Linked DNA regions of Sus scrofa: region 1 is linked to region 2. Evidence: chromatin contacts called from public Hi-C data. All regions are on one chromosome and are shown on one strand. The core of a region is the stretch at or near the end of the contact, and the rest is flanking DNA. Distances in the headings are between cores, read along the strand shown. Region 1 overlaps SPATS2L (spermatogenesis associated serine rich 2 like). Region 2 has its middle 110 kb from the start of SPATS2L.

Evidence for each region. Hi-C and Micro-C count contacts between places; a contact is called where the count stands out from the background.
Region 1: a contact with region 2 is called in a Hi-C map of skeletal muscle, with 3 times the contacts expected there. The contact joins two enhancer-like sites. A contact is called at or near these places in 2 of 47 Hi-C or Micro-C datasets (epiblast stem cells and skeletal muscle) and 1 of 2 datasets of contacts at active chromatin or transcription factors (skeletal muscle).

Annotation. Positions count from the first base shown.
Region 1 is chr15:104,021,939-104,026,238 of Sscrofa11.1, reverse strand. All of the region lies in intron 8 of SPATS2L (spermatogenesis associated serine rich 2 like), which reads right to left. Among named protein-coding and RNA genes, the nearest start is that of KCTD18, 75 kb to the left of the region's middle. Within about 2 kb of position 2,313, at least 15 of the 83 cell types and tissues checked have an H3K27ac peak or open chromatin away from gene starts, as enhancers often do. A contact at or near this core is called in skeletal muscle, where this site is marked.
Region 2 is chr15:103,767,820-103,772,298 of Sscrofa11.1, reverse strand. No RefSeq gene overlaps it. Among named protein-coding and RNA genes, the nearest start is that of SPATS2L, 110 kb to the left of the region's middle. Within about 2 kb of position 1,743, at least 10 of the 83 cell types and tissues checked have an H3K27ac peak or open chromatin away from gene starts, as enhancers often do. A contact at or near this core is called in skeletal muscle, where this site is marked.

The DNA.
Region 1 (4,300 bases), core at 1,064-3,563, 250 kb before region 2:
CAGTCATCAAAAGGATGAGCTTATCAGTTAACTTGAAAATGAGTTTCAGTGGTTGAAAGGAAGAAGAGGAAAAAGATAGGGGAGCCCCTTACAAGGAAGGTCCTGTCCCTTAGTGAGTGGGGTGTAGTGAGGAGCCCCAGCCTGTAGGGGGCAGTAGAAGGTTCACTGCCTTTGCTGGGAGGGAGGAAACTCCCAAGATGGAAGGAAAGAGACAGAGCAAGGGGAGGTGGGCAGGGGCTTAGGGTCCAGAAAGCTGAGAAACTCCTGACCTACTTCCAATTTCTTGGTCCTGCTTCAAGAGAATATAAACACGAGGTATAAGAACATTTCTGGCCCCTTTACACAGAAGGCATGCTTTGACTGACTGCCCTTTCCTTCGTGAAAGCAAAGCAGCCTAAAAATATGGTCCCCTCCAGGCCCCATTCTCTGCAACCCTGTTGCCCCAGCACACACTCTATCCTTCTGGCTCGTCACCATCTTCCGTTTTCTTTAGGAGTGCTTTTAATGAGATGTTAAATTGACAATAGCACCTAACAATTTTTACAGCTCTATTTTGTAATCCTTTCTCCCCCAGCATATGGCAAAACTCTCAAGTATTACTCTCCTTCCCCAATGTTTTTTTTTTTTTTTCTTTCCTTTTGAATTTAATGTTTTATTGCTCCTTTAAAGCCGTCAACAACAACTTGGACATGCACACACACACAGATTTGTGATGAGACGCTAGACTAGTTTGCACACAAAGCAATTAAACCTGGCAGCTATGATTCCGAAGGATGCATATTTTCCAGTTGTGGTAGGGGGCCAATCATATAGAAGAGAAACCAGCTGTTTCATGTTAGTTCCTGATGTGACTTTTCACACAGACACTCATGTTGCAAGATTTATTTTCTGTGAAGACATATGGTGAGGGTATTGTGTCATCTTTGTTCCCCTCTTCAATCTCCAGTTCTGTCTGGGAAGATGAGAAGGATCCATGTAATGGTCGTTTAGCCCTGTCTAACTGTGTCCTGGTGAAGTGCCAACTTGGATGGTAGAAATTAGCAACTCAATGGTTTTGTTGAATAACATACTGAGCAAAGTAGTCCTCCCAGCCAGATCGGGAAGGATAAGCGTTTCCTTCATTTTCCCAGATATTTGCTCCCTCCGTACGGAGCATGTGCAAACAAGTGTTTTCTCTCAACCTCACACAATCGCCATTCCCGTGAACCCCAGTAGTCTTTGGGTTCACCTCCTGAAGCTGGCACAGTGAATGGTGAGAACTTATTACTCGAGAGGGTCTGCTTATTTCTACATGTCTACTGAGTGCTTTGGTGGAGAAAACGGGGCAGCCCCAAGGAAGGGGAGGGGAACTGGCAGTGGGACACATACTACGACCCTGTAGCTTGTGCACCAGATGAGTCAACATCTGCCTCCGAACCAGCACTCCTCCGAATCTGGATGTACCCTACGATGAAACCCTGAGGTTTCCATAGAGCTGTGTTGAGAAGTCTCTCTAGTGCTTAGAGTTCGTGATTTCACCACCACCAGGAAAACTTCTTTTTTTTTTTAAGCATTTAAGCTGCCTTCTTCAATTCGGTGACCTGCTATTTTTCAAGAGCACCACAATCCCTAAAACTTATCCTTTGCTCCTCAGAAAATGAGAGAGGCTTAATTCAAGTCCATCACCCTGTTGCCTGGGCTGCAGGCGTATTTCAAACAGAGGCAAAGTTTTCCCCTTCGGCATAAAGGCATGCAAATGGTTGATTAAAAATACTTTAGTTTTATGTTTAAGTTCACATTTATGTAATCATTTGGGGATTACAAATTAAGGGTTAGGTCAGAAAACAAGTGGTGATGTTTTCTCATTTGGTAGCAATGGCATACAGAAAAGAGTTGATCCAAATTGCGCCTTCTTCAGTTTGGAGGAAAAGTGCCATTTTGTCAAGCATAAGTGACTTTTAAACAGCCGAGTTGCTTGGCAGAGCTCATTCAGAAGGGATCCTTTCCGTCAGTTTAAAATGCAATGTGAATTACAAGCAGAGAAAAGATACACAACTTCCCTGGCTGCTGACTTTCCTGGCCCCACACTTTCAGCTCTTGAGGAATAAAGCATTCAGAGAACCTGCTATAAATCTCAAGATGTCTCATGAGCCATACAATGTTCATTTGACTAAGGAAATAACATAAAATAAAAAATAAGAGTACTCAGAGCAGCTGGTGGAGAGAGGTAATTTGAGGTCACCACTACATTTTGTCAGTTAGTGTGTGAGTCACTCAGATGGAAGGTATCATACAGAGGCCTCAGTGCGAGAGTTTACTCTGCAACCACCACTGCGGGTCTGCTGCTGGGAGCAGCTCACTGACCCCTCCAGACAGAGGCGGGAAAACTACGACCCCCAAGAGCCAGATCTGGCCCACTGCCTCCCTGGGTGCTCTCTGGCTGCTTCCACGTCACAACAACACAGCGGAGGAGGTGCCCAGAGACCTGAGAGCCCATAAAGTTTACGACATTTACTAGAGGCCCTTTCCAGAAAGTGTGCTGACTCCAGCTCTAGAGAACCAGCCTGGAAGTTAAGTGTGTGCTTTTATATATTAGGGTAACTTCAGGATAAACTGGAAAAGTCACAGATGTGTAAAATTTAAAAAACTAGGAGTTCCCGTCATGGCGCAGTGGAGACAAATCCAACTAGGAAGCATGAGTTATGGGGCCTTGCTCAGTGGGTTAAGGATCTGGTGGTGCCGTGAGCTGTGGTGTAGATTGCAGACATGGCCTGGATCCTGCCTTGCTGTGGCTGTGGTGTAGGCCGGCAGCTGTAGCTCTGATTTGACCCCTAGCCTGGGAACCTCCATATGCCTCGGATGTGGCCCTAAAAAGCAAAATAAGTAAATAAAAATAAATTTAAAAAAATTAAAAAATACTTAAAAACTAATAATAAAAATAATAATAACAACCACAACAATGACACCTTCCATTTGTATAGCATCTTTACTTTCTCCAAGTACTTTCGAATATATTCTAGGACTCTGCTTTGAAAACTAGTGAGGTTATAATCTGGTCAAACAGAGAAGCAGTCCACTAAGGAGGGGACGTCGTGAATGGGTGGAGGGAAAATGATTCCTCACTGAATAACTGGAGGAGATGGTTTTCTCTCAAGTCCCAAGTGTCTTCTGTACCCTTGGAATCTTCCATTACATGTAGCAGATGGTTTAATAGTCAAGAATTTTAGGTTAGGTTAGTGTTCGGCTTAATTTTGAGTTTCACACGACTTTCCAATCAGCAAAAAAGCACATCAATGTCAAAAAAAGGGGACTTGGAATGGGCAAAATAGGCAGAAATTGTGATCAAATTCTAGAATCAGGGAGGCCAATAAAGGAAACATGGTACGTGAGCCGGGCCATTGTGGATACGCTTTTTCTCCATTCTCTATTTTCCTCTTTAACGCCATGACTTTCCTCTGGGAACCATGGCTCTTTGACTCTCAGTTCATGGAGTTCGGGGTTGGGGCTCCCTCCACGGCTGACTATATGGTAGGCATGTGGCTCCAGCCTGGCCGATAGGAAAACTCTGTCCCTCTAGCCACCATGACCGGTTTCTGGACAAGATGCAAGACCCAACCCAGCCAATGGAAATTAGCCCTTGGACTTTGTGTTAGAATGATGGCAAACAAAGCCCTTCCTCGGATCACAGGGGCTAAAGATTACGTACCCTTGGAGCTACCAGTGGGTTCTCTTTGCTGCTACATGGAGATGTTGTGCCTAAGAATGAGGCCAAGGATAAGCAGAACCAGGAGAAGGTGAGAGGCAGTGAGTGAGGAAAGGAGGGAGAGAGAGAGGGAGGCAGAGAGAGAGGGACTGAATCCTGAGAATATATTGGGCTTAGAACCAAATTTGCCTAAAGGAACCTCCTGGAATTTTCATGTACATCAGCCAGTAAATCCTCTCTTGTCATTAACTAGTGTGACTGGGGTTTCTGTCACTTGAAACTGAAAGAGTCCTGATTGATATACTGAGAACATTCTTCTACTGATAATAACCTAACCTTTTTAAGAATAGCTATTTCACTCCAATTATACACACAAGCAGATGTATAGGGCTGAAAGAAATGTCTTCCATCAAAATCAGTGGCAGAGGAGGGCAGGGCAGGACCAAGGCCACACTGATGTACCATTTCTCAATTCCAGTCTTAAAGGCACCCAAGAATGGAGTTCTATCACTAAGCTTATGTAAGACACGTCTGAGTTTTGTTAGGGGAATTTTTCTTCTTTTATAATGCTACCAGGCTGGAAGATATTCTTCTCTGAGTAGCATTCATAATGTTAGC
Region 2 (4,479 bases), core at 494-2,993:
GGAATGGGATGTACTAAGGGTTTGAGACCAAGATCATGGGGCAGAGGTCCCACCAAAAAACATGCAGAGGCAAGCTGGGGTGTAGTCCTAGGGTGACTGGATGCAGCATAGTAGAGGTGAGACATGTCCACCACAAAGGAGATTAATTTCCACTGGGGTCAAAATAGCTGGGAGGTGGCCAGGGTCAGCCTTGTAGGAAATTTCTATATGTGAATCTCAGTTCCAGCACATACTAGCTAAAAAACTTTTGACTTGTCAGAGAACCCCTCTTTGTATCAGTTTTCCCCTCTTTAAAATGTTGTGGTGCAGCAGTTAACGAATCTGACTAGGAACCATGAGGTTCCAGGTTCGATCCCTGGCTTTGCTCAGTGGGTTAAGGATCTGACGTTGCTGTGAGCTGCGGTGTAGGTCACAGACGTGGCTCAGATCCCGCACTGCTGTGGCTCTGGAGCAGACCGGCGGCTACAGCTCCGATTAGACCCCTAGCCTGGGAACCTTCATATGCCGCGGGAGTGGCCCTAGAAAAGGCAAAAAGACAAAAAACAAACAAACAAAAAAATGGAAGTAATAAAACCTAAGGCTGCTCTGAGATAAAACAAATAATCACCGCAGCAGGCAAATGAAAATGGAAATGGTTAGTATGATATAACTTTGGTGCCATCCTAGCTTTTTTTCAGTCCCTTCCCATTTTGCGACCCCTCCTCCTCATCCATTTGTGAGCAAAGGTTTTAATACAACGTTTACCATTTTCTGCCTTGGAACAACTGCCACAAAACTGAGTGTCTTAAAACAGCCGTGACTTATTGTTTCTCATAAGCCTGTGACCTGACTGGGGCTCAGCTGGGCAATTCTGCTGGCCCCACTCAGGGTCTCCCCTGCCACTGACAGGAGCCGAGCATTCAAGGCTCCTGGGTGGGAGCCTGAAGGATGGACACAGATGGGCGCAGCAATGGCCAGGACTCTCCTCCTCCTGAAGTCATCTTGGGATCCCGGCCCGTTGTCTACTTAGCTTCCCCATGTGATCTGTCCAGCAGGGCAGCTAGATATCCTGCTGGCTCAGATTTTATGTTTTTAAACACAAAAGTGGAAGCTGCTTGGTTTTCTTAAAGAGTCAGAACAGTATTTCAGCCACATGCTGTTGGTAAAGCACCCAGATTCAAGAGGAGAGAACCCTGAATTTTCACATGAGGGCGTGAGGATGGGAAGGCATCTTTCCTTGAAAGGCTCTTTCAGAGACTGGCTACTTCTTGTAGACTTTACTTTTTGTATAGCACAGATCTATAGGCTTTTCCCCCCAAACTCTTGGAGTCAGGAATTTTTCATAATTCAGTTGTTTTTTTTTTTTTTTAGATTATATATATATATATATAGATATATATAATGCATATAGTGTGTAGTTTGTCATGTCCCCAGCAGAGTTTGGGGTAGCACCCCATAACCAAGAACCTTGATAACTCTCTAATAAAATGTATGCCTCAAGTGGAGTAACTACAGATTACAAATAAGAAGGCCAGATCAAACTTTGGTATTTTAAGTTGTGAGTAAAATATTCTGAACCTGTATTTTGAGTCAAAAGAATCTTTTGAAGAAAAAATTATTTTTTCCTCTCTTGAGCATGCGTACCCGCTGCCAGTTCAGGTCCTCTGGGAGGCAGACACTGAAATAGAATTAGGAGTGTGAGTCACTTAGCTGTTGAACGGTAAAGGGAAGTGGGAACTGGTGCAGGCAGGGCGAGCTTCAGACCACGAGGTAGGTCCATGTGGGGGAGGGGGGGTGAGGGAGGGTCAGGCAGGAAGATCCTCAACACAGAGCAGCTCTGAGAAGCTTTGGCTCTCCCAATGGGGAGCTCCGTCCAGAGCAAAGTTCTTGGAGGTGGTAACAGTGAGTCCTCCCTGCTCAGTCATTGGCTGGGAGTTGCCTGGGAAGAGAGCGGCAGCTCCCACAGTCCCTGGAGGCAGTCAGTCCCTGGCCATGGGCAGGTCCTCTCTTGAAGGCAGAGCTGAGCTCCTCTGTGGCTGCCACCATTCTGCTTCCTCAGCTTCCACAGACTCAGTTCCTTGGGTTATTAGTTCTAGTTAACACCATGCTCTTCAGGGTTGTGTCTGCCATGTAACTGGGGGTTCGACTTTCATCTCAGAACTATCCATTTAATCCATGAGCCACACGGTTTTAGGCTGTCTTCCAAGCCCATTCAAAGAGCAGTGATTTTACAAGTTCTCCTTTCTGAGCTTTTCTGAGATGTCAGAATGGATGATAATTTCTAGCACAAATTGAGAAAGGAGATCTCTGAGAGAGAAGCCCCCAGAGGCCTAGAAAGGTGTGTGTGTGTGTGTGTGTGTGTGTGTGTGTGTGTGTGTGTGTGTGTGTTAGGGTGGGAGAAGGGGTGGGCAGGTGACATGGGACTTGGAAAATATGTGGAGGGACTTTCAGATCAGTGAATCTCCCCTGTGGCTTTTAGGACTCTGCCCCATCTCCCTATGCAAAACTCCTGCTCCCCACACAGCTGTGTAGAGGGTGATGCATGCACCATAATGCCAGCACCCTCTAATCGCCCAGCCCTTCATAGTGCCTGTCCCATGACATGCTTATCCACGGTCCCCTTCCCTGCTCTCCACGCTCCCTGGAGAGAAGCAGCTTAGGGCTCATCAAGTGCATCCAAACAGAGCAGGAAGCTCAGAGGTCATGGGCCCCTAATCCCCAGTTAGCAGCTGGAACTGACTCCTATCCCAGGTCTTTTTCCATTGCCCTGCTCTGCCCCTTCCCTCCTATTAGGAAGTTCACTCCCACTTGAAACCTAAGGTGCTAACTGCAGAGTTGTTATTTTAGCGGTGTCTAAACGGTCCAAGGGTAACAAAAAATTAAAGTCGCACTCCTCTTTGAGTAAGTATTCCAAAGACCCCTTTAAAATGCGTTGGCTCTTCCTGCCAGATTAGAAGCCCTGGGGAGTTTCCCAAAGACTTCTTGGCCGCTAAGTCTTCTGCACACTCCCACCATTTTCTACTGAGCTCTGTGCTCTCTCAGTCAGTAGACTGTCGTGGCAGATACTTACGAAACCCTCTAAGGCAGTCATGCAGCACAGGGCTAGAAGTGGTAAAGGGTGCAAAAGAGGGATCAAAAAATAACACCAAGTCGCTGACCCGTTTTTCCAAGATGTGGGTAGATAAGTGTCCTCTACAAATGGTCAGCTATGCGGAGTGGGCCAGCTGGCTGAACTGCTTTGAGTGTGCTTTTGTAAAGTCGAATGCGATAATCCAATAAAATTTACAGCAAAGTTAATCTGACACGTCTAGTGGTGTACATAATAGTTATTGTCCTCCATGGTAATTAGGCATAAATGAAAGCAGTTCCCATAAATGCCTATAATTAGACTTGGAATTCCTCCATGGGTGGAGGAAATGGATAGAGAATCTAGAAAATGCTATGGCATGTTTAATATATTACAGTTTTTTCTTAAAGAAAAATTACCCTCAGCTAGCTGCGGTGATGCCCATATGTGACAGACTTCTGAATCCATCAGTGCACGATGGGTGTTTTTGTTTTTTTTTTTTCCCCTTCTTGCCTGCATTTCTGGGATTATAGAGATAAGGAGGAAGGGAGTGGAATGCTCCATGAGGCTCCTTGGATGCTGAGCACACAATTTTGCTATCACAATAGAAGGATTTTTAAAAAGGGCAAGGAAAAAGTACATTTGCATATGTAGAAAAGTAACTAAATGAGTATTGTTTTAAATTTCTAGTTTTTAACCTTTGGTTCTTCTTCTAATAGAATGATCGGTGTCAGTGCTGATTGCGTTCTTGATGCTGCAAGCCCCTCGGTCCCTTAGCCATGTTCATGGCCACACAGCAGGAAAGCCATGGTCTCTTTTAGTCCTCTTGCAACCGTGGCTCAATATCCATTTAAGAGACATTTACTGAGCTCCTGCCCTGGGTCAGCACAGACTTGGGGCTGGAGGTAAGGGTGAATCAAGCAAAGTCTTTGTTCTCAATTAGCTCACATCTCCATGTAAGGAGATGGCTGTGACATGTGGTCACAGTATGTACAGAGTGTAAAGAGTCACAGCGGAGGTATGGAGGCCATGGGGACACAGGAAAGAGACCAAAAGGCCTACGGCAAGAAGGTGAGACTAGGGTGGAACTTTGACTGTGTCAGAGTTTTTGATATAGGAAAGGAAGAAAGGCCCTTCCACCCAGGAGGAGGGAGCATAGAGACTGGGAGGCTGCCTTGGCAATGATAAGGAGCTGCTGTGGGGGGAATGGTGGGAGAGGAAGTTGGGCAGCAACTGGGAACTGGGAAGGGCTTGCATTGCGCTTTGAAGGCAGCAGGCAGCAACAAGGCGTGAGTCCCATGCTCGTGGCCTGGAGCTGGTGTCCATGGATTGGGCCCACGTGCTCAGATGCTGGAATAGCCTCTACTGTGGGATCCTTGCAAGAGTCCAGCTGCTCCTGGCTCTTCATCCTCTTCTTTCCACCTGTTCCTCAC